Linked DNA regions of Gossypium hirsutum: region 1 is linked to region 2. A link is a contact called in public Hi-C data. All regions are on one chromosome and are shown on one strand. Each heading gives the region's core, a stretch centred on a gene start, on an enhancer-like site or on the middle of the called end of the contact. The rest is flanking DNA. Distances are from core to core; before and after follow the strand shown.

Region 1 (2,882 bases), core at 340-2,839, 280 kb before region 2:
TGTCCCATCACCACCAGCAACCTAAATATCAATCTAGATGTAAGGAATAAATAACAAAATAAAATACCAATATTTGAATTAAAAATAGCTGCAGTGATGGTCGCTGTTATTTATAGCCGCCTGAAAAAAAATATAGACCTGTAAGATTTTACAGTATCAGGCTCGACTTACAATTATTCTTAATCTCTCATGAATCTTCGTGGCAAATTCATCTTTTTCTTGTTTCAGCTTTTCTAGTCTGGTGTAAACTCTGCGAAGCACCTTATCAGGGGCCTCTTCCCCCACATCGAAAATCTGAAATTAATCACACTAAGATTAGCCATAAATCAAATATTTCCAACATGCATTCTGAAAGAGTAATGGTACCTGATGCTCATTGAGGACACTTCTATATGTATTAAGAAGATCGCCACCCAATTGACCACCACTTTTGGAGTTGATAAACACAAGCACTGGAAACTCAGGTACATCACGAAGATCAGAAAATTTTGTTTCATCATTAAATATATACGCAGGAATGTAGAATTCCTTCAAAAAGTCAGAGTCCGACTCAGATTCTGCCATTGTTGCCAACTGTATTATGAAAATGACCACTGATCGTCAAAACCAAGGTACCACAGAAAATTACCGCGGATAAAAACAAATATTTGAAAAACATAATATACAAGAACTTTAAAAGTCGACCAAGATGAACCAAGAAAAAGATTGATTATAAGTAATAGAGCTATAAAGTTTCTTATGTTAAGTCCCTGCAGTAATTATTTCCAGCAGCTCATTCACTCAACAATAACAACAACAAAGCGATTTATAATACCATATCGGCTTACTTGTAAGTTATACCACGAGCAATTTATCCATAACAAAAGGATAAGAAGAAAAAAAAAAGGGTTCAAAACAGAAAGAAAAGTCAACTCGCTTTAGATCATCATTCAAAACAGTAAAAGGATTTACGTTATGATATATGATTCGGATTCAGGCATTTTAACAAACACATGAAACGTAAAACAACAAAGATTCAAGGAAAATGAACTCAACCGAATTTGGTTACTGTTGAACTGAAGCTTAGAAAGGCTTTCTCCCAGTTGCAGAATTGAGAATTACAACACCAAACAAAGAGTGAAAAGATAGATTCGATAAGCTTTGCTGAATTTGAAACAAGGAAATGAGGAGAGATCGGTGTGATTAGAAGCTGAATTTTGATTGAGAGAAGAAGAAGCGAGATTTATGGGTTACCTGGAAAATGAATCAGCAGAGATCTGATTTCGTAGCGTACTTCCTTTCTTAATCTAAAGTGTAGACAAATGCGAAGAACAGTGGACGTTAAGGAAACGGAAGGAAATTTCAAGGGATCTTCAAGATTTGGAAGGGCTAAGCGTTAAAACGTGTGGTGGGGGAAAGTAATAAGGAAATGAATCTTCTTCTGTCGTTGCCAAGCAGCCCCTATGATTCTTCGTTGAAGTAAAAACTTCGATAACCCATGCCGACGACAGATTGCACTTGGCAAAAATTTTTTGGTAGGGTCTACCATGCTTGATCCAATGATTCCCTTTTAGAAAAATACTTTCCCTTTTAGCATCATTTTCTATTTAGTCCTAATGATTAATTTGGTTTTTAACCATTATATCTTCTTCTTTTTTTAATTTAACTCTCAATTGCTTAAAAATGGTGGAACCTAATCTTCAGTTTTTCAAAAAAAATTATTAGGTTAAATTTTTAAATATGAAAATTCAGGTATACTTTATACTAATGTTTTTGAATTTTTATATACTTTTCAAATTATTAATTTTTTTTATAATTTTTAAATTATTTATTGACATTAAATATTAATAAAAATAATACCATATCAATATGAAATACATGTAAACATGCCAATATCATTAAAAAATTAATACTTTGTCAATATTTCTGTAAATAAAATGATTTGACTTTTTTTAAAGTTAATGACTAAATTTAACGAAAAAATAAGAGTTAAATTAACGAAAATGTAAATGCTGAAAGATATATTTGTTTTCAAACAACCTTTTAAATTATGAAAAACATAAAATATCCACACATAATAATTCAATCATGTTGCTTGTTAAGGGGAAATTAGCTCTTTTATTGGTAGTGTTTTTATCCACTAAGACCTTTTAAAGGCTTGGCTTCAAATTTCATCAACGTCAAAATGATAAAATATTTTCTTGATGGGTCTTAGGCGCTCCTGATAAATTTTATGAACCCTTTTGGGCTCTTCTTGGAGGAGACAAAATTTTAGGTCTAAAATCAAATATAAATACCTTGAAAACAATATCTCAACTGTTTAAAGCCCGAATCAACATCTTAAAGAACAACACTTCAAAACTTCTCCTGATAAAAAAGTGGACACTAACCGTAGTTTGAAATCTATATGTATAAATATATATATTGTTCTTTTACTTATTTTACATTCTTTAAAAAAAAAAAACTCTTCATGCCTTACATCTATAATTACTTATAGTTCATCCCCAACTTTTAAAAAGAAGGACAATACGTTTCAATGTATTCAAATCCATAACCTCTTGCACCGATAATAATACCAATACTAATCGAACTAAAATTCAATCGAAAATTATAAAAACATTATTACTACTGAGTAGTTTTTTTAATTACTATGTATGCATTATACTTTCGAATAATAATTATAATGTCTAAAAATAATAAAATGTTTTCAGAATCCATTATATTTTAGTAAATAGAGATATTTTGTGTCATTTAAATAAAATATAATAAAATATAATCGTAAAAGGTTTTTTTTAAAGGTAAATTTAAAAAGTTAAATAATGAAAATATTTTAAATAATTTATAAAGTGTGAGAATTTGATATATATATATATTTTTTTAATTTTACAAACAATTTTAAAAAG
Region 2 (3,129 bases), core at 554-3,053:
AATGGTGATGATTGATTGAACTGCAAAATTCTGCTTGCTGAAGCATGCAGAGCTGCGCAATTATTTGCCTCTTCGGCTTTCATTTGGATGACAAATGTTCTCGTATCTGGATTGACTGCAACAACACTATATCGGCCATTAGGCGCCATGAAGCTTAATTTGCCGGTATCGTTATTACAATGGAAACTGAAGTACATTGGATCACCACATTTTGGCCCTGTGCTTAGGGGATAAGGTACTGAGTTTGTGCCACAAGTCTCACAATTTCTAGTTGATGCTTCTGCAAAGTAGAATAGATATAGTTAAATCAAGCTTTTGCTTCATATTGCTGCAAATTGCCTTATGAAATCTTTACAGTACTCTTTGAATGCTGCTATTTCAACATCAGGCTAGAGATAAATAGCTAGCAACAGTTTTTGCGTTTTTTTCTTGCTCATTTGTACGGAGTAAAATACCTATATCGGACAATGCTACCCGTATGTTGAGATCGTAGCCATCGTCTTCATCCTCCTGAAGATCTTTGAGATCCTCTGACCAAATCAAGCATGAAGTAGTGTAGTCTCTCTGGCCTTCAAATGAATAAGCCTGGCACTGACAGTTCTTGAGGCACTCCCCTCTGCAATCTGTTTCATCCTTGGCCTCGTACGATGAGTCTGAATTTTCTGCTTTCATTCTTTTCAAGCTCAAGAAGTAATTGCCACATGATGATGTATGGTTTCTGGAGCAACTGTCCGAAAACTCTCCGGCTTTCCATTTGTCCATGAATTTAGGTTGGAAACCCGGTAAGCACTTGCATGGCAACCCGCTGTTGGTATTACAGGTGCCAAAGTTGCCACAAAAATTGAACACACTACAATTATTGTTTGGCTCCGACCATATCGAGGACCAACTGTTCATGTCTGCATCGAAATCCCAATACTGTAATTTTCCATTGAAAGTCATTACCATTCTTTTATCTTGGTAAACTCTTGGGTTGTTACTCTGGCTAAAAGTCAAGAAGTTGACTATTGTAGGAGGCAGTTCATCCGATTTAATGATTTTACCTGCATCTGGCCTACTTGATTTCCAGTGAATGGTACTCTTTTCCATTACAACAAGCTGCTCCACTCCTTGATCTTGCTTAAATATGAAGTTCCCTGATGATGGATCTTCTTCACTGCTCCATGAAGTTAATAAAAACTTTGCGTCCATCTTCATACCGAAAAGAAACGTATCTGTTGGTTCAGTAAAGCTTTCCCATAGATTGACCCTCAACCGTTCATCGAGTAGAATGAAGTTACCGGTATCGTTAAGCTTCGCCACAAGTTTCGAACGCTTAGCTCCACGCTGTGTGGACCAGTAAATTTTCCCTCTCTCATCGGATAACTTCAGTTGGTCATTTGCAATAGATAAAACTCCAGTCCTATCTAAAATTGGATTGTCTCTATTAGCAACCCAAACCACTATCTGTGAATTGGAAGCATACCATATCCCCACATATCTCTTCACATTAGAGCCTCTTGATGGACCAAAGAACCCCAATTGAAATCTATTTCCAGCTGAAACAAGAGTTTGTCCATCTGCAAGCCCGCTTTCAATAGTAATATTATCCCTAGCAAAGCAGGCCTGAAGAGCAGAAAACAGTATGAAAATTGTGTAGCAAGATAAGATGGAAGAAAGGGTGTTAAGAACTGACCACCGACAACTTGTTCTCATCTTCTCTTGAACACAAATTTTCTCCAAACAGAAGAAACTTTCTTCTTTATGGAAAATGAGTGGGCAGCTGGTAAAGTCCATGTTAACTTCATTAAAAATAAAGTAAATATTCAGGAATCTTAAAAGGGGATGGGTGGAGTACTAGTTTATTCTTATTCCCTAATGCATGCGTTCTGGAAAATTAATAAAATATATGGTATGAAATGTCAAAGCTGGTGTCCGCTTTTTTTAATCCCACGAAAATTGATGTCTTGTGTCATTGAATTTTAATTATATATTTACCTATAAAATACGGACGAAAAGTAGTTGATTGATGAAAATTTTATGTAATAAATAATTAAATATGATGTTAGTTGAAGTAGTAAAAAGTTATAAATATGATGTTTTGAGTTCACGTACAAATATTTTTCTAAATTTCATATAAAAAATAAAATTACTCTCAAAATCTTATGCTTTGTAAAGTTAAAGGATTTTTTTATAAATTCTCCACTAATTAAATTGAACAATAAATAATCATAAATATTAGTAAGTATAGATTATTTGAATTTTGCTTTCAATGAGAAATCCAACACCATAACACCATATTTTTATATAGGTTTTGAATTTACTAAAAAAAGTCAGTTTTTTCCATTAAATTTGACTCGTTTTTATATTTTCTTGTTCGACCCGATTCTCCTAAAAACCTAAATTTAAAGAAGAGTTGAGGAGTTGATTGTATACAAACAGAAATTGGCAGACTCTACCGAGATATTTGGAAACCTAAGTGGCTGGTTGAGAATAATTGGATTTTAATTTTGGTTTAGTTAGCTTCAAACCAGCCAATTCCGTAGTGGGAGACAAAATGATTAGGAATGAGTGATTGTATTGGTCTGTGGCGGCCTTGCCAATGGAGTATATATATAGGTGTGCGTGGAAACAGAATTCTTCTCAATTCTGTTTACCAATTTTTCTCTCTATAGCATCGTCTTCTTCGGTCGCTCCGAAGAAGAAGAGGATGTAGCTAAAGGAAGCTCTGCATGTTGCAACCGTCGCATGAATTGAAGTCTGGAAGTAGAAAATTGGAAAACTGATAAACTCGCTTATCTCTCTATCCTCGTGGATTGAAGGAAGAACTAGAGTATCTTTAAAGTTTCTATATAATTATGGACACTAGGTTTTTAATGTTTGAACACCTTTAAGTTAACCGATAAATGGTTGTTATGCTTAACTAACATGACAAAAGAGTCTCTAGTGTTGGGCAAGCTATGTTGTCGAGGATTAAGAAAGCAATGTGAGTTTTTGTACTTTGCCCTTGGGTGATCGTTGATAATGTTTGTTTGAATGGTTTGTGTCTGAGTTATCTAGAATTGTGGCTGTGTATAGAAAAGGGTAAATGGGCATGCTGAATAATGAATGATACCATGAAAGTGTGTACACTGGATGCAAGAGTAAATG

What was found. A called contact is a pair of places that touch in the nucleus more often than the background predicts.
Region 1: a contact with region 2 is called in a Hi-C map of leaf, with 2.2 times the contacts expected there. The contact joins the promoter of LOC107920448 here to the promoter of LOC107919425 in region 2. A contact is called at or near these places in 2 of 34 Hi-C or Micro-C datasets (both in leaf).

Annotation. Positions count from the first base shown.
Region 1 is chrD13:9,687,821-9,690,702 of Gossypium_hirsutum_v2.1, reverse strand. LOC107920448 (diacylglycerol kinase 5) reads right to left here and starts at 1,589. Exons shown (of 13, transcript XM_041110221.1): 1 at 1,234-1,589; 2 at 367-573; 3 at 172-294; 4 at 1-21. The coding sequence starts at 564.
Region 2 is chrD13:9,411,376-9,414,504 of Gossypium_hirsutum_v2.1, reverse strand. It overlaps LOC107919425 (G-type lectin S-receptor-like serine/threonine-protein kinase At4g03230), which reads right to left and starts at 1,803. Exons shown (of 8, transcript XM_041108582.1): 1 at 456-1,803; 2 at 1-280. The coding sequence starts at 1,776.